2 separate regions of the Ovis aries genome follow, and region 1 is linked to region 2. The links are chromatin contacts, called in public Hi-C maps. All regions are on one chromosome and are shown on one strand. The core of a region is the stretch at or near the end of the contact, and the rest is flanking DNA. Distances in the headings are between cores, read along the strand shown. Region 1 holds the start of SPOCK1 (SPARC (osteonectin), cwcv and kazal like domains proteoglycan 1). Region 2 overlaps SPOCK1 (SPARC (osteonectin), cwcv and kazal like domains proteoglycan 1).

Region 1 (5,277 bases), core at 1,577-4,076, 120 kb after region 2:
TGCTACAATTTAACAAGCACCCCACTTGAGAGCTTCATGATCAGTTAGGCTTGTAAAAACACTGATCCAAGAATTAAAAATGTCACCATTTGCAAGAAAGATGAGAAATGAAGAAAAGCCCAATCTTTTGAAATTTAAATCTGAATGGGAAACAAGAAGAGTGCCATATGCATGATACACCAAGACTAGAAAACCTTGAAAATACACAAAAGCAGAGTAAACCTGTCCACACCGAAGACCAACAGGCACAGTCGCTTTCCATCCAACCCAGCTGCCACATGAACCAGAGGGGGTGTGCAGAAGGGGCTGTGTCCTCCAGCTCTAGCCAAGGGGCAGAGTCAAGCATCTGCCCCTTTCCTCAACTTTATCTAAAATGTAATGAAGAAGGCAAGAAAAAAGCAAGATAATTTCTACCCTGTGTGAGTCTGGGAATGGAAGCTTTCATAGGGCATCTTTCAGGCAGCTTGGCCAACTTTTTCAGCCACAGGCAAAGGTAGTCTGTACAGGGCTCTTTGGGGTGGAACAGAAAAGGGATGCGAGATGGTTAACAGAACAGATCAGGAACAGATCTCATGGTGCTAGGGGGTGGGGGTCGGGGGTGGCGGGGAGAGGAGCAGTAAGGCCTCATATCGCTTGTTCATCCAAAGTGTTCGAAAGCCTCTTTCAAGGAAAAGACCACCATCAACTAAAGGGAAAGGGAAGAGGAACAGAGAGGAGAGAGATAAGTAAGTCCCCACTCAAGGCCTTAGCGCCTCTGGAATGGGCCCTGGAGAGGTGCTCTTTAGAAAGTACTAGAAGACATCTGGATTAACTGGATTTCTCAGGCCCTCCCTTTGCAATGGCTAGGCATGCCGGGCATGGGGTAAGAGGAATCCAGGTCCCACTTCCACATGTCTCCCACTCAAGGAGTCCTGTGCCAAGACCAGGGGCTCCGTGGTATGGGTCCCTCCCCAGGGCAGGAATTCCTAGTGTTAAATATCATTTAAGTTTTCCCTAGTCCCCTAGAAGCACATGGTCCCAGCCACCTGGGGCAGCCTCTGAGAGAGCTGGCAGCACCTCCCACAGCACAGAGGGGATGCCATCTGCTGGAAAGACTGCGTCAGGAGCCTCTGGGCCGGCATCTTCCCGGTCGTACCTGGGGAGCAGCCGCCAGCCTGGGGCAGAAACAGGCAGCAGATTGCCTCTGGGTGCCCAGGAATAACTTTCTCGCCTCCCACGTCTCCCTCAGAGGAGCATCCTCTGCCATTCAGGCTCCCCTTCAGGGTGGTGGACTAACTCACCAGTGCCTGCTCCCTTTCCATTCTAAGGATGCCCAGGGTCCAAACCCCCATGCTCCCTCCCAACAGGAGCATGTATCAAAGCCATGGTTCTCTGAACCTCCTGGACACCTGGCTCCCTACTCAACAAGCTGGGCTCACTCCGAACCTAAACCTCGGCAACAGGCATTCTTCTGGACACCCCCACCCCACCCCGCCCCCTGCCAGAGATGGTCTAAGTCACTGCTACCCAGGGAGGTTCTCCAGGGGGCTTGATAAAGTCAACCAGCAGCATTAGGAGAACTCCTAAGCTGAAGGAGCCTCTGTCTCCGCAGCTGCCCACTGTTAATACCATGTTCAGTGCAATCACTTTCCCCCAGTGGTACCATTACACACACCTGGACCGCAGGTAACAGGGGCGAAGAGCATCAAGCCTTCGAAGTTGTCTTCAAAGTTCCTCTCAGGCAAGATGAAGCCCATGAACCCCGACCCCACAAGCTGCCTGCGAAGTCTGCACCAGCGCTTCTCCCACACGCTAGGAAGGCGCCCCGCCACCCCCCCACCCCCGCCCCGCCCCGCCACCACCACCCACCTCCGGCTCTGAGGCTCTCCCGCCCCCCGCAGGGCCCCGAGTACTCACGTCTCGAAAGCGGTTCCAGTACTTGTCCCGCTCGTACTGAGAGACTGTGCTCAGCCACTGGTCATTGTCCAGGAAATTGCCGTTGTTGGGGCCCGCGCCTCCGGCGAGCGCGTCCAGGTGCCGGCTCTCGACCTGGAGGAAGCACCACGCCGCGGCAGCCGCCGCGAGCACCGCGATCGCTGGCATCTGCGGGGCAGGGGCACGCGGGGGCGGTGAGGGGAGGCCCGGGGCGGCGAGCGGAGGGCTGCGCGCCCCCGCCGTCGGGGCGAGCGGGGACCGCCCCGCGGGGCCAGGGTCAGCCCCGGGCACACCTGCGGCGGATCTACAGACCCAGGGGTCTCTCTCACGAATGGAGGGGGGTTGGGTCGGTTTCAAATGAAGAGGCTGCGTCACAAATTAGGGGCCTCTATCAAACTATAGAGGACCGCTATCGTCCGGGCGCCCTACGCACCGCCGCTCTCGGATAGGGGCTTCAGAACCCCTCCCCGAAAACGGAGAGCCCTGGACCCGCAAGCCTGACTCCCAGACACTGCGCCCAGAGCTCGGGTAGGGAGGGGGTAAACAGGGCTCCGACCAGCAGTCCAGGCTCCCACTGAATGGGGGATAGACCTGCGGACCGGGTCGGGGGGTGTCTCCCCTCGCCCCCCGCCGCCGCCTCGGGGAAAGAGGGGCGCACGGAGACAGCCCCAGGCAGGCCCTGACCCCGCCAGCCCCCACCCCCGGTGGCCGCGGGGAGGTGTCCCAACTACGCCAAGTTGGGGCGCGGGGTTCTGCGGGGAACGTACCTTGGGGCCCGGCCCGGGTCCCCGCGTCCGAGTTGCTCGAGCTCTTGTGGCGCGGTGGCCGAGAAGGCTAATCGGCTGGCTAGCTCCCCAGCGCTCCTGCCACCCGCCGCCGCGCGTCCTGCCGCTTTGTGAGCCCGCAGCGCTCTGGCTCCGCTCGCTCGCTCGCTCGCAGGCTCGCTCGGGCGCGGCGTCCGCGGGCGGAGGAGCCCGAGCGCTCGAGCCGAGGCCTCTGGCGACCCCTGGCGGCCGCGCGCCGCTGTGCGGCCCGCCCGCCCGCCCGCCCCGCCGCCCCTGGTCAGGCAGCTGGGGATCCTGGTTATTCACATCTCTACGCAAGGCTGAAATAAGCTTTCAGGCCCAGGCTGGCGAGAGACAGCTAGGGAACCGAGAATCAAGGCCAAGAGGAGGGCCAACGTTGAGGCATTCTCAAAAGCAAGGTCGTTGGACCACTTAAGTCAGGATCATCTTAATGGGGGGGAGGGAGGACTTTTTAAAAATCGGGACACCTGGCTCACGCCCCAGACTCGCTGAATCAGCATGCCTTAGGAGAGCGTCCTGAAGTGAGTGAATTTCTGCACTGCCCACCCCAGGTCATGCACCCACCCGCATCTCTGCACATCCATGCCCTGTACCATGACAACTACCGTCAGTCCCTTAAGACAGTCCTTCTGGCCCCCGTTTCTATCATTTGTCACCTATTTCTGCCTTGTGTCACCACATTGGCCCTGTGGGCATCCCTTGGTGTTCTTACACAGCAAGGTCCACATATGTTTCTGTCCCCACCCTTGGGAACTGGCCCCAGCACCAGCCTCTTGGGTTTTCCCAGAGGGAAGGGAGCAGGAGAGGGAGAATAGGCCAGGCTCAGGGACAGGACACTGAGGCAGGAGATGCAGCCCCCATTGGCATTCCAGATCCTCAGGCAAGTCTGATCAAAAGGACAGGGCATACTGACCTGCTGCCTCTCTCTTGTACAACCACAGCCCATTCTGCAGATGGCTGCATGCTTTTAGAACAGGTCTGACATAGTCACCCATCTTCCATCGACACACACTTACATCTCTTCATGTTTGCTTTCCTGATAAAGACTAAACTCACGGCTGAGGCTCCAAACCCTGCACATTTGGCCTCTCTGGCTGCCTCTCACACCACCTCATCTCTTCCCTGACTTCCTAGCTTTGGTATGGGTCTCAGCGGATGTGGGCTCCCTCTAGCACGGGGTGGTGACTTCTACTTGGACTGCTGACCACACCTGCCCCCAACACCAGCCTCGTTGATTTCAGCTCTCAGCTTATTCACCCTGACTGCTTCAGACAGGCTTGCTGAACTGAAGGCCAGGATGCTGCATGAGGCCAGGATGCTGGTGACTTTCCCCTGAGAACACAGTGCTTCTCAGCTGCAAGATCACTTGAAATCACTCACTCCAAGTCTGTGTCTCCGCATGCCTGGAGCAAGCTCCGTGAGGGCAGAGGCCCAGTTTGGCTCTTTCACCAGTGCCCACCGTGCCCAGAGCCAAGCTCTCGACACTGAGCCCCTACATATGTGATGTGGTCAGCTTTGATTGTACTGCAAGTAATTTGGTTGCATTATGAAGTTAGATTATGATTTTTTCCTAAAAAAAGTAGCAGATGCTTATCCCAACATTACTCTGACTGATTTACATTCCTAGAAGTTTTCCTGAAAGGGAGGAAAGGAGTGGAGTCACAACTATTATACCGGGGACTGCAGTTGTCACAGGAATATTTTAGGTATTTTCATTTTATGTCCTGGTGGTATCAGAGCAGGAGAGACATTTACATATGATGGAGAGTACATTTCTTACTTTCTCGTGGAAACCCAAGTAAGTTCAGCTCCAAATCCTTTTACCACCCACTCCAACCTGCCTTTCTTCTTCCCTGACTGACATGACTTACCACATCAGCAGTCTGCTCCAAGTGGGCAGCCCTGAGTCCTCCCGTACTTGACTGAGCATCCCTTTAGGGGCCTATGGGACTCTTCCTCCTGGCTGTATGTGCCCATGTGTATACACCATCGCTTCCTGGGCCCAGGCCAAAGCTATCTGCCCTCTCAGGGTGTCCTCATCCTGCCCTGTGCTGAGATGCTCCTGTTGCATTTCCAGCCCAGAACTGTTGATAACTTCCAGCTGTATATCCAGCTTTATAATCGATAGGTCCTCTGGATGCCCCAGGGGTATGTCGAATCAGAAGTCTAGATTTTCCTCCACAAACCTGTGCTGAGTCCTCCCCATAATAGTAAATGTCTCCCACCCACATGGCTGCTAAAGCCAGAAACCCACGAGGCACCTTCAATCCCTCCATCTCCCTGGTCCCTCACTGCCCATCTGTCAGCAAGCCGATCCCCTCCACTTTCAGACTCCCCTCCCATTCATCCTTATCCTTCCACCTCCATGGGACCACCAGATCCTCTTGACTGTCACGCCCTCCTGAAAGACTGCAGTGGCATCTTGGCTAGTTTCCTTGATTCTTTCCTTTCCCTTCCAATCCACTATTCACTAAGGGGTCAGTGCCATCTTTTTAAACAGATTATTACTGCTTCTTATAAAACTGCTCAATGGCTCACCATGTGCAATGAAAATCTA
Region 2 (5,992 bases), core at 1,680-4,179:
CTTGCTTGGAGTGCTAATGAGGCAGAATAAAGAGTGTAGTGACTTTCCAGTCAGGCAGACCTGATACCAGACCCAGCGCCTCCCTTGCTGGCTATGTAACTTTGAGTGCAGTCTTATCCTCAATCCTGCTTTGCTCCTATGCCCACAGGGAGGTCTAGCCTGTATAGAAAGCACTCAGCACAGGGCTGGGCATGTGGTGAGCACTTCGTAAAGGGTAGCTCTTATCACTGGTTTCAGTAAAAATACGTTTGTCACTCCTTGCAACAGTCAAAGTAGCTGGGTAAATAAGGAAGCCTTGGCGGGGAGACAGGGGTCGGGGATGGGGCATTTGACAATGCACTTTGAGTGAGTTGTTGTTCAGTCACTCAGTCATGTCTGACTCTTTGTGACCCCGTGGACTGCAGCACACCAAGCTTCCCTATCTGTCACTGTCTCCCTGAGTTTACTCAAAATCATGTCCATTGAGTCGATGGTGCCATCCAAGCATCTCATCATCTGCCACCCCCTTCTCCTCCTGCCCTCAATCTTTCCCAGTATCAGGGTCTTTTTCAATGAGTCAAGAGGACATTCCCTTAGGTAACAGGTTCACTATGAATTACACAAATAATCTTCCATTAAAAACACAAATGGAGGGACTTTCCTGGTGGTCCAGTGGTTAAGACTCCAAGTTTCCAATGAAGGTGGTGCAGGTTTGATTCCTTGTCAGGGAACTAAGATCCCACATGCCAAGCCATATAGCCAGAAAAACACATACACACACACACACACACACACACACACACACACACACACAAAAATGGGAAGCCAAGGGGAGCAGAAATCTCTACATCACTAGAGAAACCCTAAATTATATACAACCTCTTTGGAGGAAGGAGAGTTCACCTAGAACAATACTTCAGACATCTCCAAATTTTAGCTTAGATCCCCACCCTTGATGACAAGATGATGGCCACGGTGACTGTGACAGCCTTGAAGTTTCCCTGAATGCTTGCTACAGGCCACGCACCAAACTAAGCTCTTTCATCTATTTGCCCAGTTAATCTTCACAAGAACTCATGAAGAAGGGCTCTACCAGTCTAGGTCAGCTCTGCCCAATAGATATATAATGTGAACACACACATAGGCCATGGAGTAACACAAATTTTCTAGCAGCCACATTAAAAAGTAAAAAGAAATTGGTGTAATTAAGTTTAGCAAATATTTTATTTAACCTAACATATAGAAAATATTATTTCAACATGTCATCAGTATTTTAAAAAATAAATCATCAGGTTTTTGGGTTTTTTTTATTTCAGACTTTGAAATCTGCTGCATATTCTACACTCACAGTGCATCTCAATTCAATCAGTAGACACACTTGGCTTATGGTCACTCTGGTGGACCACGCAGGTCTAGAGAATGAGGAAACGACATGAAGGAGCTTGGCCCGGGCCCCACCTGGGCTCAAGCAGGGCATCCAGAGCCAAGCTCTTAATTCCGATGCTCTCCTGCCTCCTGCTTGCTAAATCCATTAAATTCCACATTCTGCAGCCCACTACATGTGCCAAGAAATATGGTCTTCATCCTTCATTCCAAGGACTGGATATAAATCCCTTCCTGCGTGCGAAGGGGAAAAACCCACAAAGACACCCACGATTTCATTTTTTCACCTTTTTAAAGAAAAGATTCTGACAAGGCACCATCTTTAAAACCTGCTAAAAATGACCCCAGGGTGAGAAACAGCTAAGAAGGGGAAACACACATTTTTAAGCAGCACCCAACTGACGTCAGTTTCACAACCGTCCCAAAAAAAGTCCAAGTCTGTGTCAGGAATTCTCAGAAAGGGAAGAGAGCGTATGTAAGAGACTAGAGTGGGTAAGGATCCCAAAGTAAAATACCAGGAAACGACAATGCTCAGCACAGAAAACTACGGAGTCAGCAGAGTAGTGATACGCACCGAACCACAAATAGGTGAGCACATGTTTCACTGGACACAGAGCAGGAGCAACGAGCAGCTGGTGAAGAGGCCCAAAGGGAAGCAGCCCTTTACCAGCCAGCATCTAGCCTTGAGTCGTCTCCTCACAAACATGGAAATCACTCAGAAACTCCGGGCAGCTGCAATGTGTGGTATGAGGGCATCATGGGCATCGCCTGCTGCCAACTGTGCTATGAGTTAAACTGTGTTCAGGAGCCAAGATGGGGATGTCCTGAGTGGTCCAAGGGCTCAGACTCTGCACTCTCAATATGCAGGAGGAACTGGTCGGGGAACTAGATCCTGCTTGCACAACTGAAGAACTCAGAGGCAGCAAAGAGGGTCAAGGGCTCCAGGTGCCACAACTAAGGTCCGGCACAGCCAAGTAAATGAATAAATATTAAAAAAAAAAAAGAAGAAGAAGAAGAAGAACCGAGATGACTTGAAAGGCCTCCCTGAGGTTGGCATGCTCAGCAGAGCTTCCAGTCCAGAGATGGCTACTGGGATACCCAGAGCTTAAAGAGAAAGAGGGTGAAAACTCCCAAGTGTGAACTGCTTTGCTTTGAGCTAAGCACAAAACTGGGCTTCCCAAGTGGCGTTAGTGGTAAAGAACCCACCTGCCAACGCAGGAGACCCGGGTTCGATCCCTGGGTCATGAAAATCCCCTGCAGAAGGAAATGGCAACCCACTCCAGTATTTCTGCCTGAAGAATCCCCAAGGACAGAGGAGCCTGGTGGGTTATAGTCCATAGGGTTGCAAAGAGTCGGGCATGACTGAATCAACTTAGCATGCACACACAAGTACAAAACTGAACTGCTGTCCCTGTCAGACAAGGGTGGGTTTCACTTCCTGCCCTGCCCCCCTAGCCCCCATCAGCCTTCCTCTAGACTGATTCAGGACAGAAATGCCTCCCCAGCATCTGCAGCATGTAAAGGGCCAAGCCTGAGGCCCACCACGGAGCTTCTGCTCTGTCAGGCCACATGGGGGCGCCCAAGACCTCAACCCCTCCACAGGTGAGAGTCCTGAATGACCCCAGCTGGGTAGCAGAGGACACCTCCTCAATGACACACACTGGATTCATTACCAGGGAGATCTTCCAACCCTGAGCTCAGGTCCCCAAACCTGGACCTCTGTCCTCTGAGTGGGGCCGCCACCCCCTGCACAGGCCACAGTCGTCAGCAGAAGCCCAGCATCACCCATACTCGGCTCTCACAGTGTGACCTTGGCTGAGTTACCTAAGTTCTCTGAGCTCCCATGTCTTCTTCTTTAAAAGAGAGAATTATTCATTCATTTAACAAATATTTACTGATTCTTTACTATCTTAGTTTCAGGAGGATATAACGGTGAAGAAAAGGAAAAAAAAATCCCTCCCCCGTAGGACTTAATCCTAGTTGGAGAAAGAGGTACCCAGTGGGCAGATCAACATGTATCAACAAATGTAACAGTGGCGCCTACCTCACAGGGCCTTTGTGAAGCACGTCTAATGCAGATAGCACACACTAAATAAATGTAAGATACTGCTATTATGAACAGTAATAACAGTTACATCTAATCCTTTCAGCTACATCTGGGCCTGGCTCCAAAAATCCCATTTGGCTGGAAGCCAAAGTGGGATAAAAGCCTGACAGGCGGGGCTCCATTCTCCCCATCCTAACATCTTTCTGGATTCAGGCCACAAGGACATCTCGCCACAAGGATAGAGACCCAGACAGACAGGCTTCATTTAGCAAACACAACAGTCCCACAAAGCCCAGGTCCACAGCAAAACATGAGCCTGGGTAGGGCTTTGGGGGGTACATTTCCACTGCCCGGTGGAGGGCCAGCTTTCTGCCAGGCTCCACAGGGAGCCACGTGCCTGCCTCACTGGCACTCACACACCAGCAGGGAGGAGAACCTCAGAGCCACTCCAAGGCACTGTGGTGTATGCGTCTCCACGGGGCTGGAGGGATGAGAAGAGCTGCAATCCTGCCAGTGGCATGAATTCATAGCTTTGTGATGGTGCCCCAGGGAGCACTAGGACCCCGCAAGATGGAAATGCGGGTGCCTGCAAGGATGGCAGCAGCACTTAGCGTGCCACTTGCTAAGCACTGGCTAAGTGTCAACGCTGCTTTGCATTTGTTGTCTTAATGTTTTCAATAACTGTATGATGGCACTACTTTCTTCAACCTCCATCTTGTACATAAAGAAACTGAGATTAAGTGATTTGTCCAAGGATGCACAACAAGGGAAACCAGGCAGGTGGTCCAACTCCAGAGGCCAGGTCCTGAAACAACCAGCTAAGCCTCCCCACCCACAGTCACCCCAGGGGACAGAGAAGGCAAAGAGGTGGAGCCAAAGCCACCAACCAGTTGAAGCAGCCACACTCAGTCTAGCTCCTCAGTACAAATTCCATGTGGAATTGCACTTGGGGAAAAGAAAGCTCCACTGCTAATTTTTTTTTAATCATTCGAATAAATGATGACCAGCATCAAAGGATAGCCTATATGCTCAGCTTTTAAAAATGTCACAGGACATTCCCTGGTGGCCCAGTAGTTAAGATTCCATGCTTCCACTGCAGAGAGCATGGGTTTGATCTCTGGTTGGGGAACTAAGATTCCAAATGCTGTGTGGCATGGCCCCCCAAAAAAGAAAAAAATAAATAAGGATTTAAAAAATGTGAAGAAGCCAAATGCCCATCAACGGTAGAAATACTAGATTGTGATAATAAAGTCAAGTAATGGAATATTACACAGCAGTGAAAAAGAACTACTTCTGGAGACAAGGTAATCTCCCAGACATGATGAGTAAAAGACAGATACAGAAGAATGCATACTGGATGAACTCATCCTGTATCAAGTCCAAAATTAACCGATGGCAGTAAAGGTCATTATGATGGTTGCCCTTGGTAAGGGAGCATGGGAAGAGCATGAACCTTTTCAGGTGTTGCAAATGTTCTTATATCTTAATCTAGACAAGACTGTAGAGGAATATTAGAGAGAAACATTTATTTAGCTGTATACTTAAGATGTGTGCACTTTTCTGCCTTATACCTCAATAAAATATAAAATGAAAATCACAGTAAGTTATTTAATCCAGAATCTTGCATTTTGGTAAGAACGAACCCAGACTTCTTTAAGAAAGAAGGCCATTGCCTATCTGGGTCGTTAAGATAAAAATAGATTAAAAAAAAAAAAAAAACCCAAACAAAACATCAGCCACAGCAATCAAACACTCAGCAGCGGAATTAGCCAGGGGGAGCCTCATGCTCCAGGTTTGCACAGGTTATATTTGACCTCCAGCAACCTCCCCGCCCGCCCCGCTGGGGAGATCCAGTTTGATTCTGGAAAGACTCGTCTGCAGAGAACAAAGCCCGTGCCCACTACTTCAAAGGGGCTTGGAAGAATATTCCCTTTCGCTGCACCCAAGAGCATCAGGCCCTTTCAGAAGGCACAGCAAGAGACTCAAAAGCAATCTTAAAAGCGCTGACTGCAGTAAAACTGTCGCTGGCCATCTCAGCAGCTGAGTATGTGAGGCGACCTGGGCATCTGTGGCAAAAGGAAGTCAGCAGCCACCAGGCTCTCACACCCAGCAGGCCACTCGGGGCACACTTGCCTCTGACTATTCCCAGAGCTGGGAACAAGCTGGACTTAGCATAAAAGCTGGGGACCCCACCCAGCCATAGCCCCCTGAAAGCAAGCCAGGGTCCTGGGGACTTCTGGTCCCAGGGAGGGCAGCACGGACACAGCTTTGCCCCTCCCCCCAGGCCAGAGCCAGGCAGCCTCCCCTAGCAGAGTCCCTCCCCTCTTGTTCTTTCCAGCTCCTGCCCCTTATTCAACTCGAAGCAGGCCTGCCAAGAATCACGGGCCAGCGTGCTGGCCTTTGCTACCGTCACTGTGAGCGGTTTTGACGTAAGAGGTTAAGGAGTAATGAGAGTCGCTAGGTTTGATCACAATCACACTCTGATTTGAACCGTGGTTCAGCAATTACAAGGTCCTCAGTCAGCAGACGCCTGTGGGATTGGGGGAGGAAGGAACTTTTCAAAAGGAAATTTGACCCACCATG

What was found. Hi-C and Micro-C count contacts between places; a contact is called where the count stands out from the background.
Region 1: a Hi-C map of hypothalamus shows a contact between it and region 2, with 6 times the contacts expected there. The contact joins the promoter of SPOCK1 here to the enhancer-like site in region 2. A contact is called at or near these places in 3 of 16 Hi-C or Micro-C datasets (hypothalamus, liver and mixed tissues).

What each region holds. Positions count from the first base shown.
Region 1 is chr5:46,590,749-46,596,025 of ARS-UI_Ramb_v3.0, forward strand. It overlaps SPOCK1 (SPARC (osteonectin), cwcv and kazal like domains proteoglycan 1), which reads right to left and starts at 2,827. Exons shown (of 12, transcript XM_042250908.1): 1 at 2,682-2,827; 2 at 1,897-2,082. The coding sequence starts at 2,082.
Region 2 is chr5:46,467,117-46,473,108 of ARS-UI_Ramb_v3.0, forward strand. The region is part of intron 2 of SPOCK1 (SPARC (osteonectin), cwcv and kazal like domains proteoglycan 1); the gene reads right to left. Among named protein-coding and RNA genes, the nearest start is that of SPOCK1, 120 kb to the right of the region's middle. Within about 2 kb of position 2,930, at least 8 of the 54 cell types and tissues checked have an H3K27ac peak or open chromatin away from gene starts, as enhancers often do. A contact at or near this core is called in hypothalamus, where this site is marked.